2 separate regions of the Cricetulus griseus genome follow, and region 1 is linked to region 2. Evidence: chromatin contacts called from public Hi-C data. All regions are on one chromosome and are shown on one strand. The core of a region is the stretch at or near the end of the contact, and the rest is flanking DNA. Distances in the headings are between cores, read along the strand shown.

The links. A called contact is a pair of places that touch in the nucleus more often than the background predicts.
Region 1: a Hi-C map of the CHO-K1 cell line shows a contact between it and region 2, with 4 times the contacts expected there. The contact joins the enhancer-like site here to the promoter of Pstpip1 in region 2. A contact is called at or near these places in 3 of 8 Hi-C or Micro-C datasets (the CHO-K1 cell line and fibroblasts).

Annotation. Positions count from the first base shown.
Region 1 is chr4:167,716,591-167,721,452 of CriGri-PICRH-1.0, reverse strand. It overlaps Peak1 (inactive tyrosine-protein kinase PEAK1), which reads left to right. Exons shown (of 7, transcript XM_027415020.2): 7 at 1-4,862. Among named protein-coding and RNA genes, the nearest start is that of Tspan3, 47 kb to the right of the region's middle. Within about 2 kb of position 1,757, at least 2 of the 6 cell types and tissues checked have open chromatin away from gene starts, as enhancers often do. A contact at or near this core is called in the CHO-K1 cell line and fibroblasts, where this site is marked.
Region 2 is chr4:167,620,330-167,625,408 of CriGri-PICRH-1.0, reverse strand. It overlaps Pstpip1 (proline-serine-threonine phosphatase-interacting protein 1), which reads right to left and starts at 3,464. Exons shown (of 15, transcript XM_027415027.2): 1 at 3,238-3,464; 2 at 1,606-1,706; 3 at 881-955. The coding sequence starts at 3,336.

The DNA of each region.
Region 1 (4,862 bases), core at 508-3,007, 98 kb before region 2:
ACTGCACAACCGTGCAATCACCTTCCCTTGGAACATTTGTCATCTGAATAGCCCCACAAATACGGGGTCAAAAATGAAATGCACATTCATGAAGGACCAGCTCCAGTGGAGTGAACTTAGTAAGCAGTGTCCACCTCTTCCATAACTCTGACGCTTGCCTCTCCTAACTAGCTAGCAGTGCATGTCACCAATATCAGCTGTCATCCAGTAATGCTCACACAGCAGCTTCCTCTTCCTTAGAGTATCAATAACTGCCTCTTTCCCAGGAGGACATGCCATTTTGCTTAGTTTTAGTTACTGGCAACAGACAAGCCTTTGTTCTGGTATAAGGTGAAGGGGGAGGAGAGATTCCTGTCTGTTGGATCATGGGTCGTCCATTTCCATTTTTTGTTCTCAGTAAAGGTACCCTGCACAGAGAGCAGCCTGACAGCCGTAACCCCACTGCCACTGCTTGGCTGTCCTTTACCTTTACTCTGTCCCAGCCTGCTGAAGTCTGTGGCCCATTCCAGAGCTGACCAAAGGTGGTGTCACCAGTGCCTCAGCAGGATGGAATGCAGTTCAGATTTTATGAATAGTTGGCAGGACATGAGGAAATAATGTCCTTGTGTGTGCAATCCTCCAGGGGCCCTCAGGGAACAGACTTTAAAGTACTGTTCTTGACCACTGTCAGACCGATCAGCAGGGCAGCCGGGCTGGTGGTGCCTGAGTCAGTTTCCCCCACAAGCAGTAACTGGCCACCTCCCTTCCATCAGTAGCCAGTATTAACTACCCTGCCAAATGCTGTAGACAACATCTCTGAATTGAAATGGCTGTCCACTTAGCATTAACATCGCCTCAGAAAGCACCTCAAAGCTGGCTAGTTGAATGGCCAGAAGACAAGGGAGGAGGGGAAGGCCACTAAGATGGCTGACCTGCTCCTAAGGATGCCAGTCTCTTTCAGAAAGACTGCCTCCCAGAGTGAGTGCTCCTAAGACTTTGCAGTGGCCCTGGAGCTCAGCTCACAGGAAGGCTGATGGCTGCAGTGGATGGCTGAGAGCTGTTCCCGTGGGACCTGTGCTCTCCCATAATTATGTGCAATTTTTGTATGTATTTTTAATCTGTATATTACAGTGTTTATGTTGCAACTTTACCTGAGTGAGAACTACAGAAACCTTACTTCCCGTGGCACATACTTGCGCTAAGAAGCAAGTGTTCTTTCCACCTGTGTGTGTTTGTATGCTCATGCACTTGTTTTATTCAAAACTGTGAGTATCTGTTTACTTCAACCTTGAAATCCCAAGAGTCACTTGAATGGTGAGCGTATACACATGTGTGCCTGTGTGCACGCACATGCTGGAGATAGGGGCCAGGCCTCCAGGGAAGCAACCTGTGGCAGGGTTGACAGACATGTTCTCTATACCCTGCCAGTGCAGAACCCCGGGGAGCCCCTAATCCACCAGCGCAGGGTTGTCTTAAAGCCAAGACTGATTGTGCAGTATTACTTGGGTGGCACCTTAGTGGCCTTGGAAATTTCTAGACTTAACATTTTTAACAGCCTTTCATGTGATTCACCCTTATCAAAGAGGATCGAAAAAGGTGAATGTATTTTATTATGCATTTTTAAAGAGAATAATACGTGTGAGGCTGCATATGGAGAATGGCCTTGTGTTCCTGGCTAGGACTCCGAACTCCCAGGAAAGAGGGCTAGTTGGCTCACAGAGAGTCTTGTCTCTTCTAGATAGCATGACCATGGAGTTGGGCAGCCATGAGTCATGGCTGCATCACGCCTGGCAGGCTGGGGTTTGATTCCTCTTACGTAGCCCATGTGCACATAACTCCCTGCCTAATTATGCACTGAACTGGCAGCATAAAGACCATGGACCACATCAGCTGGCACAGCCCTTCACTTCCCACAATGTTTGCAAATGGAGACATACCTTCTCAATGTCGCTCTCATGGTGCCTTCCCGTGTAAATCTGAATGTTGACTATTTGATGAGGTTACATATTTAATGCAGAGTATTCCCTAGTCCCCTCTGTTTGTTCTGTCAGTAGTGGTTTCTTTCCTTTTGTTTTTCTTTTTTTTTTTTTTTCTTTTTTTTCCGTTACCTTGGATCCAGCCTTCTTTCACGATGCGGGAGAACACACACGCACACTTCCACTACCACTGTCTGACCACACTGCTAAACTGAGCGCTCTTCCTTCCATGTGTCTCTTACTGTCCACACTAGTGAAGGGCAAAAATGAAAGCCAGCTAACAAGAGAAGAGCCTCGGGCTTCCCGGAGACGGTGGCTGTGTGACTTGTCTCTGGGGGATGGCTGCAGAATGTGAGGGGGAGGGAAGAGCGTGTCCTAGGTTTGGTCAGCACAGAGACGAGAACTGTATTTCTAGGCAGGAAGGGGGTGGTCCTCTGAGAATGTCTCAAAATAATGAAATCCAGTCAATATAACTTTACCACAGATACTTTATATTCCGATTTTAATCCATTCATTGACTAGAAGGAAACCCTACCCTCTGCAGCCACACACACACACACACACACACACACACACACACACACACACACACACCTTTTATATATACATATATTATGAATTCTGGAGTGTCACTAGCGTAGTGCTTGAAGTTTTCACAAGTAACAGCTGCATTGACCAGATTTTTTTTTTCTGTTCTATTAAAGTCTATGCCATAGATTCTTCCATTATGTTAAGAGTTTGAACAACTGAGCCCCTATTGGAGCTTTTCCTTTAGCCACATGAGCAATCTCAGCACATGTGGGTGCTAGAGAAACAGAGCTGTGGCTATAGCAGGCCAGAGTAAATGTCTCTCAGAGTGCCTTGTTAGCATAGTCATCTAGCCATGGGAAGAAGAATTATTTCCTGGAAAGGCCTAGGCTACCAGCAGCCTCCTGTGCCACAGAGGAGAGCCCTTTGGGGATGTGTACACCCACAGAGTGTGCAAAAGTTCACCATAAGAGACAGCAGTTAAATGAGCAAACGAGCAACAAAACCTGTGGGAAAACAGCATGCGATTCATGAAAACCACCAACCCCAAAGCAGAGTTAGATTGGAAGGCAAAGCGATGGCAGTGGGTTTCAGGATTTGTTCTCAAGAGATGGTCTGGATGCGTCATTGGGGAACGTGCACTCGTACTCCCAAACTGCTAGTGCTGAGGGCCGAGAAGTACACCACTCAAGAGCTAGTCAGAGCAGCCTCCCATTGTAAGAAGTGCCAGTTCTGCCTCTGAGCTCAGGGTGTATTCATGAACATGGAAATCTAAACCTCCAGGAAGATCGATCTGTCTAAGAGTAAAAACTCCTGCTATCGCAAAGTTCCATGAAAGATCTTGAAGCCCAAGTAGTAGTAGGTCATGGAAGGCTAACACTCAGCTTTCCAAGTTTAATTTATCCAGTACTGGAAAATCACCAGACATTAGCTGGTGACCTGCAGTCAGGATTTTCCCTTAGCTTTTACCCAGAGTCATCTGAAAAGATACAGGCTAGTCTCAAAAGCTGGGATGGATTTTGGAGGCTTCATTATATTTGAAGTAATCGTGAGTATATAAAGCATACACACACTTGGAAACAGAACAAGAGGAACTCAGCCCCCTGGGCCAGCTCTGGCATGCTTGTCATTCCCCTCACTAGTGGATAAGGATTGAGATTCTGATCCAGCCTAATAAGTGAACAGGATGGCTGCCCATAAAACTGGGTTATTAGATTTACCTCATTGAAGCTCATATCCTCAAAGGCCCAAAGTGTTGCGCTGAGACAAACCCAAGTACCACTCCTGCTGAAGTGTACACTGGGGTCCATCTGCCCACACTCACAGCAGTGAATAGGTGGGGACACCATGGACCAAAACCAGTGCCCCAAAGGAAGTCCGAAGAGCCATAATGCAAGGTCCTAGACAGGTTATACCAAAGAAGCCAAGCCTTTTCACCTTGCTTCTTAGATGACGGGATTGAACTGTGGCAGATGCCAGAGGAAGGGAGTTTGCACACATTTCATGACCAGGGTAATTCAACTGGTAAGTCCATCCTCAAAAAAGAAAAGGACAAAAAAAGTTCTATTATTTTCAGGCAGTCCATTGTGTACATAGGAAAAAGAAGGTGATTGTGGTGGTGGGAGTAAGGGGAGTGGCAGTAGCCGGAGCAGAGTGAAATTCTCTGGTATCTAAGAAGGAGGAACTCTTAACTAGCTTGCTCACCGTGACTGGCTATTGCCCAGACTGTCGGCATGGGGACACCATGACTGTAATATTGAAAGCTTGGGTTTGAGGTGATTTTTTTTTTTCTTAAAAAGAAGGTGCTTTCAAAAGGTTTGTCTAAAGAACTCTTGGGAAATTTCTTAACACACTGTACCATCTTTATGAACCTTCCTGCGAAGGCAATTGTCATCAGCATTACCGTCACCTAATGTGTAAAAGTACCCAGACTGTCCAAGGTGCTACACAGCTGTCAAACACCTACCCCTGCAGCTGTTTTAAATTAGAGACCTCTGCATCAGCTGCCGCTGGAAATTTTGCCCACTTAGATGGGCTACAGGGGTGTGCATTCTGAATATTCTATATTACATTCCCTCTTCAAGAGCCTCTACATCTGTTCCTGCTTCCCACCCTACCCTACCCCCATGTTGTTTTTTTTTTTTTTTAAATCGGGAAAGTTTCAGGGAATTAATAGAGATTGGGGTTTTTTTTTAAACCCAGCAGAATCAGAGTTATATATTTTGCTATGAACATTGTTATGGTACAGAAAATCCACTTTGCCCATTGGTTTGTGGCTAGTATGTGTGTCTGAACTCTTGGTGACTCAAATGTTGAGCCAACCCTATGGCTTCTGTGTAGTGTTGTTGAAAGATTAAACCACACAGCTTTAGGAAGCCC
Region 2 (5,079 bases), core at 2,215-4,714:
GATAGGAGTGCCCTAGTCAGTTCCTCTCCTGCCCCAACTTAGGCCTGCTCTGGTCACTTTCTTATCTTGCTAGAGCCCCCTGTGGGTTCATTTGCCCCTGGGGAATCCCTTTGCATGAAGGCTACTCCTAGAAGCCTGCCTCCCAGATCACCGTGCAGCATCTCTCCCGGTCTCGGCACTGGACTAGGGCCAGCCTGAGCAACGGCTTAGGAAGCCCAGCCATTGGGTACTTCTGCCCAAGTAAGAAGCATTGAGTTCACCTGCAGTGTGGAGGGGCAGGTGCAGGGGTCAGGGGCGAGTCTACAGAGACCCCACTGCTCACTGAGCTCATCTTGCTTGTCACTGCAAGCTGTCTGCTTTCACAGACAGGGACCTGGCATTCAGACAGAGAGTGACTTTCCTGGGGTCATACACAAAACAAGGCAAGCAGACACTGTCATCCCTCTAGCCTTCTATAAGCAAGAAGCAAGACCCACCCAGAACCTCAACTCCCACAACCACTCTTCTCCAGTGGGCAGGAGATTGGCGCCACCCCTCCCCCATTCACAGGATGCCAAGCTCAAACCCACATCATGCTGTCAGTTGGTGGCATCTCCCACCCTGCTGACAGCCATGGGTGACTCATAGCCCACTGAGCATGCTGCATACAGACCTGTCACCTGCCCTCCTGACTTGGTGATGGTGAGGCTGGTGGTGCCATGAACCCTGGTCTTCCCAGAGCACAAACTCATACAAGATGATGGCCTCAGGATGCCTGGTAACAGGCACCACATGGGGTCCAGATGCTGCTGTCCAGTTTACCCCAATCAGAAAGCCCCAAGCCCCGAGTAAAGTCCAGAAGATTCCTCAGAGAAGCAGGGGGAGCCACCAGCACTCTTACTTGATCTCTGTCTGGCCACCAGCCTTGCGCGCAATCTGCACCAGCTCCTTCCCGTACCTCTCTTCCGCCTGGGCCCTGCAAGGACAGAGCAAGCACTGTGTCCCTTCCACCACTATTGGCTGGCTATGGCCCCAAAATATGTACAGGACCCATATTCTCCCATCATATTTTGTTGGCAAAATGGCTACTGAAAAAGTTGAGCTGTTTCCTTCTGAGGATAAATGTTAGTTGAAAACAGGCCTGTCCAAAGGGCTGCTACATGGTATGCCCCTTGGAGGAGGCCCAGGCCCAGGAGCCGCAGGAGACAACAGAGAGCTCTGGCTCGTGTGTGAATGTATGAGTGTGTGTGTGTGTGTGTGTGTGTGTGTGTGTGTGTGTGTGTGTGAGTCCAGGTGTATAGGTACCACAACGTACCTGTGGAAGTCAAAGGACAACTTCCCCACCCTCTCCACCCCCTTTAAGATTTCATATGTTCGTATACTATATCCTGCAGAGATACCAAGGAGGCCTCTGGGGATCTTGTCACTGCATCCCCTCTTGTTTTGAAGGGGATTTGAACTCATGTCCCTATTCTTGTTTAGCAAGTGATCGACCCACTGAACCATCTGAGGAGTTTTAGCTCTTAGCTTTTGAAAGCAGACCCATACTGAGAGCAGCTGGGCTCTAGGGGGCGTAACCACTCCCTTCCCTGTCTGCTCTGACCACCCAAGCCCAGCCCTGCTTACCTCTGCCTGAGCAGCTCCTCCACATCTTTGCACATCTTCCTGCCATCCAGCAGCCGCTGTAGCAGTACCTCATATCCCGTGTGGGCCGTGAAGTCCCTGCACTGTAACATTGGACATTCATGAGGACCCCAGTAGGACAGCAAGGACCTTGCTGACAACCTCTGGAGAACAGCCTCTTTCTGGCCTCCATGTCCCTGGTCAAGCACCTACAGGTTAGGGCCAGCCTCATGCTGGTACACAGTACCACCCCATACATGGAGGTTCCAGGACCACAGCTGTCAGGCCTCAAGAGTCTGATACAGCAGCTTTAACACAAGACAGTGGGTAGATGAGAATGGCCCTACTGAGGCTCCGTGATGACAGCCAGGCCCCAGATTCTTTCTAATTAAATGCCTGGTGTGGCTTGTGCCCTATGACCTCATGACTTGAGCTAAGTAAGGAAGCATGTTCAGGAGGTAAAAGTGGTGACTGGTCATAGAACACCTGGCCTGGCTCAAGTTCTGTTGCATCCCCTGCTGGAGTCATCTCTTAACTAGGGGATTCTGGGAAGCAGCTGACCTTGTGCGTAAGCCTTGTGGAGCCAGCTAAGGCCTAGATCCACAGCTTAGTGGCCAATGGACAGCTGACCCTAGGCTCAGCACTGCTCAGAAAAGGGGATATGAGCTTACAGGCTGAAATTCTACAGAGAGATGCAACACTTCAAGTTGGCTGAATGTAGACAGGGGTGGGGGGCACTTATGCCCCCTGTACTCTTCCCAATATCTGATTCTCTGTAGATCTTGAGGTCCACCAAATCCCCCTGTAAGAAACTTACTGGAGGTATAACCCAGGTCTTCTAGGCAATTGCCCTAACCCTAAGCCATACCCTCAGTCCTTTTCTTGATTTTTAATAATAGCCTTAGCTGGCTATGTGATACCCCAACCTGAGACAGTTGCCCCTGCAACTTGCTGCAGGCCCATTAGGGGCAGGCATCTCCCTTCCAAGTCTAGGCTGTACCATCCGGAGCCAGGCTCTCATTTTTTATGTCTTTAAAGGTCAGCTTTCTTTCCTTCCTCCCTTCCTTCCTTCCTCCCTTCCTTCCTTCTTCCCTTCCTTCCTTCTTCCCTTCCTTCCTTCCTCCTTCCTTCCTTCCTTCCTTTCTTTCTTTCTTTCTTTCTTTCTTTCTTTCTCTTTCTCTCCCTCCCTCCCTCCCCTCCCCCCCCTTTCTTTCCGAGTTTAGAGCACAGCTTCCCACTCTTGACCTCTGCCCTCCCTGGGGACTCCCAGGTCAAAGTCTGTAGCAGCATGAGGAAAAAGTGAGTCAGAAGCTACAGATACCCCCCTTCCCTGTGGGGGTCACTGAGCTTGTGTTAACATTCAGGGCACAAAACCACAGACCCCAGAACTGTGAAGAATCTGTCCAGTGCCCCTCAGCCCTTAAGAAACTGAGCCCCAGAGAAGGGAAGGGCCTGCCTGGAGCTTTATTACAAACTAGAACCTAGCCCCTCAGGAGACTTTCTCCTCTGAGGAATTTTTGCAGGGAGGGCTAACGGTCTATGCTTCCTCCCCCATGCCCAGTCCTGAATCTCCAAGGGGCTCTTTCTGTCCTCTGAGTCCCAGGGTAGAAAAAGGAAAGCCAACCAGACTCACACCGGCCATACTGGAGGACATGAAAGGCAGCAAGGGGCCCTGCAGCCCAGGTCTTCAGGAGCTAGTGTCCTCGGCACCTGCAGCAGGCTAGAGACTCCCATCCAGCCCTTGTGTGCTGCCGCTGTGGTGGCGTCAGGCACAATGAGCCACAGTCACAAGTGATCCAGCTGTTCTAAGGGAGTGTCTAGTCCCTCAGGGCTGCCTGCCTTGCTTCCATCCCTGCCCCCTCATTCTCCTCCTCCTTCACCCCCACACCACCACCTTCTCAGCAGACAGACTGATTCACTGCCAAGGGAAGAAGGAAGGGGATTGTGGGAAAGAACCTCCCAATCAGAAGTCCACCATCTATCCACGGCAGACTCCCCAGGGCTACCCCAGCTCGCTCTCTCTTCCCCCCCCTTTCTCACCTCTTCCTGTCCACCATTAGCCTGTCAATCAAATCCTGCCCATGATGTTACCCTAAAGCATGAAAATAGAGCCCTGCCTGGGCCTTGAGCGAAGGCTCAGAAGTTAGGAGCACTTACTACTCTTGCAGAGGTCCCGTGGCTCACAGCCTCCTGCAACTTCAGCTCCAGGGGATCTAACTCCCTCTTTGGGCCTCTGCAGGCACCCACATGTACATGCACACATACACATAAATAACAAGACAAATCTTTTAAGACAACGAAGCCCTTACTGGATCCACTACAACCTGCTAGGCATTTGCCCTGAGAAGGGCTTTGCAGCAGTGAATGGGGATCTTCTGCAGCCTAGGCAGCACTCCAGGAGCTGAGCCATTCCCAGGACACAGCCACCCAGGGACACCATGGAGGACAGCCAGGCTTTGGTTGCCAGCAGCCAGCCAACACTGAGGCCTAGCCTCATTACCCTCACCAGCCCTTTGTACCATTCCCTGCTCTGGCTGAGCCCCCATGCTCTCCCTAGTCACTTACTTTTAGTTTTCTTTAGAAGTCACTGATTCTGGAGGCTACATAACTGTGTATTATCAGTTCCCTGCTAGCTTGGCTATGCTGAAACCACTGATTTGGGGGAGGGGCATGAAAACTATGTTTGTCTAGGCCATTCATTATTCATAAACCTGAAGGCCTTTACTGCAAAACACCACTGTTTTCACCCTAGTCTTCATAGATATTATTTGGATGACTTTTTACCTGAAGAAGCAAAAATTCTCCTCAGATAAGCTATTACCCCCACTTCCTAACCAAGAAGAGTTGTAAAGTTTGCACACATGCAGGCCACAGATTGCTTTGCTTCCAGTCTTGCTCTCTATACATTGGACCGTCCTGCTTCCTGGCCCTATAAATAGCCCCCAGTCCTATTCTTTGGGCAAGTGGATCTTAGACTTGGAGCTCTGTCTCCCTGTGGATTTACTCTTACGAAGGTTTCAGTGGCTGGGATACTGGACAGGGGGGGAAACAGCCTGGCAGTAGCAAGCTCTCTGTTTGTGAGTGTGTACCACACACTGTTCCAGAACATTCCAGCCTTTGCACTGCTGAAAACACCAAGACTCAGCAAGGGAGCAATGGAAATGAGGCCCCAAAGAGGGCAGGGGACTGCCCAAGGCAATTCAACAGAACTTGGAGTATTCTAGGTTGGCTGGGCCCCAAAGCCACAGCCCCACAGACATTCAGTAGATCAAGGCTACTGAGCCATTCAGCCCCCAAAATGATATCACTTTGAAGCATTCAAAAATTTAATTTAAAAAAGATAGCTTTTGGTGTGGCTCAAATCAAACCCTTGTGTAGAAGGTTGGGGGAGGGGATAGCTTTTGGGGCTTGAGAGTTGGGTCACCTGGTAAAGTACTTGCTTTGCAAAGATGAGGACCTGAGTTTGATCTCTAGCAA